Linked DNA regions of Sus scrofa: all the other regions are linked to region 2. Evidence: chromatin contacts called from public promoter capture Hi-C data. All regions are on one chromosome and are shown on one strand. The core of a region is the stretch at or near the end of the contact, and the rest is flanking DNA. Distances in the headings are between cores, read along the strand shown. Region 1 holds the start of VPS4A (vacuolar protein sorting 4 homolog A). Region 2 holds the start of TANGO6 (transport and Golgi organization protein 6 homolog). Region 3 holds the start of PDF (peptide deformylase, mitochondrial).

Evidence for each region. Promoter capture Hi-C pulls out the DNA fragments that hold promoters and counts their contacts.
Region 1: a promoter capture Hi-C map of fetal skeletal muscle shows a contact between it and region 2, with 4 times the contacts expected there. The contact joins the promoter of VPS4A here to the promoter of TANGO6 in region 2.
Region 3: a promoter capture Hi-C map of liver shows a contact between it and region 2, with 8 times the contacts expected there. The contact joins the promoter of PDF here to the promoter of TANGO6 in region 2. A contact is called at or near these places in 3 of 5 promoter capture datasets (fetal skeletal muscle and liver) and 1 of 2 datasets of contacts at active chromatin or transcription factors (alveolar macrophages).

What each region holds. Positions count from the first base shown.
Region 1 is chr6:17,668,108-17,670,807 of Sscrofa11.1, reverse strand. VPS4A (vacuolar protein sorting 4 homolog A) reads left to right here and starts at 1,256. Exons shown (of 11, transcript NM_001243418.1): 1 at 1,256-1,429. The coding sequence starts at 1,409.
Region 2 is chr6:18,070,282-18,073,088 of Sscrofa11.1, reverse strand. TANGO6 (transport and Golgi organization protein 6 homolog) reads left to right here and starts at 1,534. Exons shown (of 19, transcript XM_021093875.1): 1 at 1,534-1,668. The coding sequence starts at 1,572.
Region 3 is chr6:17,650,716-17,653,643 of Sscrofa11.1, reverse strand. PDF (peptide deformylase, mitochondrial) reads right to left here and starts at 1,347. Exons shown (of 2, transcript XR_298517.3): 1 at 1-1,347. COG8 (conserved oligomeric Golgi complex subunit 8) reads right to left here. Exons shown (of 6, transcript XM_003126905.6): 5 at 1,554-1,721; 6 at 1,343-1,551. The coding sequence ends at 1,451.

The sequences.
Region 1 (2,700 bases), core at 7-2,506, 400 kb after region 2:
CTACTTCTCAGCATAACCCATATCCAATCCATTTCCAAGAGCTTATGATTTATCTTCCAAAAACCTCTCTATTCTGTCTATGTCTCTACACGGACCTCCCCCTAGTCCAAGCTGTCCTCACTCTTCTGTACTATAGCAGTAGCTTCATGTGCAATAGCCAGCCAGCCCATCCCTGCAATCCGCTCTCCCTATGAGGGTACAGTCATCTAGACAATTAAAAAAAGAAGTTTCCCGTTTATCTTAAGGCCAAAAATCTTTACCAAGGCCACACGTCCTGGCCCCTGTCCATCTCCCCAGCATCAGTTCACATCATACGTCCACTCATTTTCTTCTCTCTGGCTACCTGAGCCTTCTTCTAGCTTTCTAAATTCTACCAGTGGCCTCCTCATGCCTCAAAGCCTTGGCACAGGCTATTTCATCAACCTGGAGTACTCTTCCCGCCCCCACCCCAGCCCTCAAGCCCCCAATTAAAAGGGAGCCTCTCCTGACCTTGGGCAGACTGCCTTTTAGATGCTCACATAGCACGTGGGACTTCACGCCCAGGCCTCAACGGGTTTATCACCTCCTGATGAACTTCATTGTTTTCCTGAGATTGTAGGCTCCCCTAGAGCTGTTTTGATCATTGCTGCGTTCCAAAAACTAGTACATAGTAGATATTTACAAAATATTGTTGAATGAATGAATGTGAACAACCAATCTGCTATGCTGAAGTTCACATGGGTAGAGGCCCCAGCTTTGAAGGTCTAAGAAAATCTCTTTTCTAAGGACAAAAGTAGAAGAGTTAGTATTTAGAAAGGAAAACAAAGCTGGCTTTAAACAGAGTCATTGGCATCATAATAACAGTTACCAGGGACTGAGCCCACAGTGTGGGATACACTGCTATTAGTTGGCTCATTCACTTCCTCCCCAAGGCCGATAAGGTAGCTTCTAATTATTATTATTACGGTGCCTATTCAACATCAGGAACCCAGAGGTCTGGGGAGTCAGGCTTATTGTGCGAGTTAACTGCCATTTAGGTGCTCTTTTATTCAGGTGGGTCCGGGACTTCAGAATTCCACTCCGCTCTGGCCCCGCCCGACCCGGCCACGCCCTCGGCCCCGCCCCCGGCCACGCCCCCGGCCCGGCCCTCGTCCCACGGCGACCCCGCCCCGGCCCCCAAGAGGCCATGGGGAGCGGAGCCTGCAGTGCCGGCGTGGCCGCCGGGGGGCAGCCGCGCGGCTCGGGCCCGACCGCTCTGGGCTGCGCTCCTCGCTCACCCACGGACTCGGCTCCGGCTGCGAGAAGCCACCTTACCCGCGCCCAGCGCCGACCCGCCGCGCTCCCCGCGCCGGAGCAGCCCCTCGGCTCCCGGGGCCGGACCGAGGCCCCAAGCAGCGCCGCGAGGTGTGGGGCGAGCCCAGGAGATGAAATGACAACGCCAACCCTCCAGGTACCTCGGCACGGCCCGTCTTGGCCCGGCCCGGCTTGCGGAGGCCGAAGGAGGGCGGCGGGGCCTGTGGGCGGGCGGGCGGCCTCTTCAGAGCCCGGGCCTCGCGGCCCCCGCCCCATCGCCCTCTCGTCGCCTCCGCGCGTTTCTGTTTTCACGCGCTCGGAGCTAAGGGTAGCCTTCTGTTCAGAAAGCCCGGCCCCGAGGCCGCTATTTGTGACTGGAGTCCCGGGACCGCCGTGGGGTTGAGCCTCATCCGGCCTCACGGGCTGGGGAAGCTCGGGCCTGGGGTCGGGTTGCCGGCTGTCCCTCCTCGTCGTCCTGCCTCCCTTCGAACAAGCCCTGGCTCCTTCCCATTTCCTCTTCTCGCCCAAAGACCCCTCATTCATTCTCTGGATCGGGAAGGGTGGTGCTGGGCTGGCGCCACCTGGATGCACGACTGACCCATCCTCCAGGTGCTGCCGGCCCTTATTGGACTGGGAAACATAAAACTTGTTTGTGCCTCGAACCTGAGTTTGGATCTCGGGTCTGCCACTTACTAGCATGTGACCTTGGGCTAGTTGGCTGATTTTGGAGTCTCGGGTGTCCTCTCAGTAAAATGGGTTAATACTCTGTAGGGTTCCTGTGATAGTGGCTCTAGATAGAGGACTTCGGTAAAGCATTTTTAACACAGTGTCTGCTACATCGCAAGCGGTCAGTAAGTGATGACAGACAGTGCTTGGGGGAGTTGGACAGGACGTCATGGAGGAAGAGGCATTTGGCCAGGCAGTCACAGAATGGGGGGCTGGGGATTCCTGCAGGTACCTGGAGGTGCAGGGGGAATGGTTACTGCAGTGGAGGAAAGAGGGGAACAGAGGCATGGAATTCTGGGGTACTAGGCCAGGATTTGCTGAAGTCCAAAGCCAGACCCCACCACCCACCAGCAGAAGCTCTCATTTGTTATCACAAGGGTCCACCATCATTGCCTGCAGATGCCACCTGCCTAGACACTCCGTATATGGCTTGTAAGCTAAGAATTTTTTAAAAAAAATTTAAACAAACAAACAAACAAACAGCCTTAGGAGTTCTCATTGTGGTTCACCGGGTTAAGAACCCGACATAGTGTCCGTGAGGATGCGAGTTTGATCCCTGGCCTCACTCAGTGGATTAAGGATCCAGTGTTGACGCAAGTTGTGGCGTAGGTTGCAGATGTGGCACGGATCTGGTGTTGCCATGGCTGTGGCTTAGGTCAGCAGCTGCAGCTCCAATTTGACCCCTGGCCTGGGAACTTCCAT
Region 2 (2,807 bases), core at 285-2,784:
AGCATTAGTCATAATACCCAACAGGTGGAGATAACAGTGCCATGGATAGATGAGGAGATAAACAAAATGTGATCTATTCATATCATAGAATATGATTCAGCCTTCAAATAGAGGGAAATTCTGACACATGCTACAGCACAGATGAACCCTGAAAACACGATGGTTAAGTGAAATGCCGATGGTAAGTGGAATAAGGTAAGTTGCAGCTTATGGCAACTTGGGATCCTTAACTCACTGATGATGCCAGGGGATAAACCTGCATCCTCACAGACAATGTCCAGCCTGTAACCTGCTGAGCCACAAGGGGAACTCCCAGACATGACTTTTGAGTGTTCCAACCAAGATCCCTGTGGGTGAAACTCTGTTTCTGATTATATGACTCTCTAACCCATTGTTTTACAGATTAATGCAATTTTGATGGGGCCGGATATTTAGAGACACTGATTTTTCCAGGAGTGGATGTAAATAGAGCAAAGATCAAACTTTTACTGGGAACTTTATTTAGTCCATTTAAGAAATCATATCACCAAAAACATTTTTTAATTAATTTATTTATTTTGCTTTTTTAGGGCCACACCTGAGGCGTATAAAAGTCCCCAGGCCAAGGGTCAAATTGGAGCTGCAGCAGCTGGCCTAGGACACAGCCAGAGCAATGCCAATCCAAGCCAGTGTCTGCAACCTACAGCTCACCACAAGGTAGGATCTTTAACCCACTGAGCAAGGCCAGGGATGGAACTGCTTCCTCATGGTTACTAGTCAGATTGGTTATTGCTGAGCCACAATGGGAACTCCACCAATGGCAATATTTGTAGCTATGTATTCAAGATGGATGTTGGTATTTAACACTTGTTTTAAAATATACTAATAGGAGTTCCCCACGTGACTAAGTGGAAATGAATCTGACTAGCATCCATGAGGATGCAGGTTCGATCCCTGGCCTCGCTTAGTGGGTTAAGGATCCCGAGTTGCCTTGAGTTGTGGTGTAGGTCACAGACGCAGCTCGGATCTGGCATAGCTGTGGCTGTGGTGTAGGCCAGCGGCTATAGCTCCGATTCTACCCCTAGGCTGGGAACCTCCATATGCGGTGGTTGCGGCCCTAAAAAGACAAAATTAATGAATTAATTAAAACCTTAAAAAAATAAAAATAAAAAAATCACTAATAAAGAAACTTGGCAATACTCAGCTGTATACTGTTTTGCATATCCGAACTTCATTATAAGAAGGTACAGCATCTGTTTACCTCATTATGTCTTTCAGTGCTTCGCTGCCCAAGTAGAATATTTTCATAATGAAATGCATATTACTTCATGATAAACGATTTCTGTCACTCTTCTTCTTTATACAAAAGTTAACCATATTCTCTGAAATTGTACGTGTAGGCAGGTTGGGTTAGCTTTTTAATTTCTCCCCCTTCGAGGATACAGGGGGCTTGAGGAAAGGTTTCTTCCTAAACCGGGCGTTCGGGTCAGAGCGGGCCCCGCCCCTAGCTCCTTGGCCACACTCAACATGGCGACCATGCCGCTCCGCGCAGGCGCCTGCGCAGGTCGCAAGACGCGCGTCCCACTCTAGTCATGGCGGCGGCCCGACAAGTAGCAGGCGGCAGGGCTCTGGAAACGTGTGGGATGGAGCGGATTTTGGAGGCGCTGAAGCTGCTGCTGAGCCCGGGAGGTGAGACGACGGGTCTCGGCGCAGGGCTGCACCCGGGACTCTCAGGGCCGCCGGTCTTCCAGGGCTGTCCTTCCTTCCGCGGCGTCCCTCACCGGGACCCCCACCCGGGCTCTGAGGCTGTCCCACCCCGCACCGGGGGCTTTGGGCAGGGTCTGTCCTGCCTCATTTTGCGCTTGAGAAAACAGAGGCTCAAGGAGGGATGGGATCCGCTGAATACTGACACGGACCAGCGCTTACCTTCACTGTGTGAAGCACCTTGGGTGCGTGGTTTCTTCGTCCTTGCCGCAGCCCTAAAGGCTTCAGAGCGGTCCTAACCTCTTGAAGGCGCAGGGTCTAATGTGGACCCTGGAAATTTGTACAAAGTGCCAAGGAGTCCAAAAAAAAAAAAAGGCAGCAGTGACGTTTGAGCTGCGTTTTAGGGAGAGGATTTAGGATTTACGGTCTGTGGCAGGGATTTACAGTCACTATTCCTCTTTCCCAGTGAGTTGCTAAGATCTTCCCAATTTAGAATGAGAAGGGACCTTGGGGGTGGAGAAGCCTGGAGCCCCCCCTTCTACAGCTGAGGACACTCTCGGCTCACCGAAGAGATTAAGTAACCTGACCAAGATCGTTTGGTCAATTTAGAGGCAAAACATGAACCCAGAACCAAGATCTATCGAACCCTCCCCCTTCCAAGACCAAGGCAAATAATAATGTGAATACAGTATGGAGCTGAGGTTATCTGCGTATAATTAGAGCATATTTTGGAGGAGGGGTTTGTAGAGTGAGCAGGGTAAGGTACATGATTTTGAGATGACGCGCCTCCTCCCCCCAAAAAAACACCCCTGCGAAAACTCCCAAAACATATCATACCTGGTACGAGTGAAAGGAAGTTAGTAATTGCCTACTAAGTATTGGTCCCTATAGTGTGTTGTTTATATACATATGTTTTTATCCTCACAACAATCCCGTGACATAGGTATTACTTGTATTCAATTTTACAGATGAAGGAACCAAGGCTCAGGTACGTTTGAAACTAACCAGTGCCAATCTGCCAAGTGGTTGAGCTAGGATTTGAATTCAGACGCCTTCCACTGTAGTATGGTAGCTATACTGCTTTGCCTCAATGAAGAATAAACTGCAAGATACAATTTTAACTT
Region 3 (2,928 bases), core at 98-2,597, 420 kb after region 2:
GGTTGCTGGGCTCACTATGGGGCTGAGATGAGAAACGATCTTCTTGCTCAAGAGAAACAATCATCCCAACCCCAGCAAAGAACCACATTCTGCAAAACATCCCGTGCTATGACAGACAGGTAATGGCTGGGCAAAGATGGGTCCCACTTCTCCCACTCCACCAGGATGACAGATATTATTGGGCAGTTATGTGTGTGTAACAGAGTGAGCCAGATGGCACAGGGCAGAGGATGGGGTGTGAGCAAACAGCCGAACAGTCCTCCCTTCCAACCCCTGCTCCCGTCTGGCTCTGCTTTCAAAGGCGCCTCCTGCCTCAACTCATTCCCTCAGTCCTGAATCTCCTCCCCTCCTGGGTCCTGCTGATTAGCCATCAACACGTCTACACTTTAACAGGAACTTTGCGGAAACCCTTCCGTGGGATCTGAGGCCACCGCCTCCAAAGGCAGAAGAGACGCACGCGCTTACCCAAAGGCCCCAGGGACCCCACCGCCCAGCACCTGAGATCTGCACTGCCTGGAAGCGGGGCACGCAGGCCAAGAAGCCGGCGACGCTCTCGCAGCCCTCGGGGAAGGTGACCAGGCGGCTGTCCAGCACCCGCAGGCTGGGGTTCACGAACACGTGCAGGGGGAAGGGCTCCATCTGGCGGATCTCGCGCAGGCGCGGCGCGCAGGCGTGGAAGAGCGCGTCGGGGAACTCCAGAGCCAGCACCTGCAGCGGCACCCCGAGCTGCGGCGCGCTGAGGCCCACGCAGTGCCGGCGCCGCATCACCTGCACCAGCCGCTGCACCAGCCGCTGCAGCTCGGGCCCCGCCAGCTGCGCCGGCTCTACTGGGGCCGCCACGGCCCGCAGCGCTGGGTCCCCGACCTGGCACACGCGCGGGTACGGCGGCTCCGGCGCTCCCCGCACCAGACGCCGCACGTAGCGCCAGTAGGAGCGCCGGCGCGCTGGGCCCTCGGGTCCGTCCGGGACCGGCGTGGAGCTGCAGGCCCGGGCGCCGCCGCCCGCTCCCCGCAGCAGGGCCGGCCTCACGCAGCAACGCGCCCGCGCTTGCAGCCACCCCAGCAGCACCACAGCCTTCACCCGATCCATGGCGCGTGGAGCAGAGCCGCCGGACTCCAGTCGCCAGGGACGCTGGGAAGCGTAGTCCTCGGCCGTTTCCGGGATCGCCGACGCCGCTCACACTGCTCAGCCCGCCTCTAGGTGACGTCAGTCAACTTTACCGCTTAATTCCATTTCTGATAGTTTAATCAACCATTTACAGGAAGAATCAGGTTTCCCTTCATTATGCCGTCGCAGCCTCGCCCTTGCCTGTCGGAGAGGAGGCACTGCAGGCCGCCTCCAGCCTAAACCCACGCGGCCGCTCGCGTTCCCCGAGCCCTGCAGGCAGTCAGCCCCTAGGCCGCCCACCCCGGGACCCGCCGCACCCGGTTCTGGGAGCGGGAGGCGCCCGTTAAGTGCCCGCGCTGGGTTCGTCCGACTGCAGCGTCCCCGCGGATTCCACCTCTTGCTGCGGGTCAGGGAAAGCTGGGGAGACAGGCTCGAGGTGTGGCCTTCGGAAGAGGGTTCTGGTGCTGGAGCTGCGAGCTCCGGGACTAGCTCCTTCTCGTCCAGACAGAAGACCATCTCTTTCTTCGGCAGGATAAAGGCGAGAGGCTCGTGGACAACGCTGACGTTCACATGCCCAAGGTTTCCGTACTTGGGGAGCTGAGTGGGTGGAATGCCTGGCCCAGATGGAAGGGAAAGTACAAAAAGCGTTAAGTAAGTTTAAACAGTGATGTGTCACCAAAAAAAAGAAAAACCACTTATTTCCTATTTGCATACAGTAAAAGTCATCTGTGTGATTCAGGACAGGAAGCTATACTCTAAAGCCAGCTGGGATGGTAATCGGGAAAAGCACTCAGAGTAGGGGGGATGGAGGAAGTGCCAGCAGAGCCTCTGCAGACACCGGCTTCCCTGTGCCACGCCCAAAGGAAAGCTGGGGGCAGGCGGAGAGCAGCCACTCTGCCGGGGTGATGACTGGCCCACTGTGCTTTGGGCCTCCCAGAACCCCCTCACAGGCACAGAGAGAGTGGGCACACGGACGTGAAGGAAGATTGGAAAAAAAAATTTTTTAAAAACACCTAAGAGTTCCTGTCGTGGCTCAGTGGAAATGAATCTGAGCATTCCTGAAGAAGCAGGTTCGATCCCTGGCCTCACTCAGTGGGTTAAGGATAGGCGTTGCTGTGAGCCATGGTGTAGGTCCCAGTCGGGGCTTGATCCTGCATTGCTGTGGCTGTGGGGTAGGCCTGCGGCTACAGCTGATTGGACGGACCCCTAGCCTGGGAACCTTCATATGTCCCGGGTGCAGTCCTAAAAAGACAAAAAACAAACACACAAAAAAAAACCCTTCTATAAATGTTTCATATCAATGGAATCATACCATATGTGGTTCTTTTGTGACTACCTTTTTCCACTTAGCCAGAATATAAACATACTGTATGATTCTACTGATAAGAAGTGTTCAAAAAAGGCAGTTTTTTTGCAACAGAAAGTAAGTTAAATGGTAGCCAGGGCCTAAGGCTGGGATTGGGGAATGAACACCAAGGATCTTTCTGGGGTGTTGGAAATATTCTAAAATCAGATGGTGGTAATGGATGCATACCTCTGTACATTTACTAAAAACACTGAATTTTACGAATAGGTGAATTACTTAGTATGTGAATTAATTAAATCAATAAAGTAATTTAAAAAATCTTTTTCAGGAGTTCCCGTCGTGGTGCAGTGGTTAACGAATCCGACTAGGAACCATGAGGTTGCGGGTTCGGTCCCTGCCCTTGCTCAGTGGGTTAACGATCCGGCGTTGCCGTGAGCTGTGGTGTAGGTTGCAGACTCGGCTCGGATCCCGTGTTGCTGTGGCTCTGGCATAGGCCGGTGGCTCCAGCTCCGATT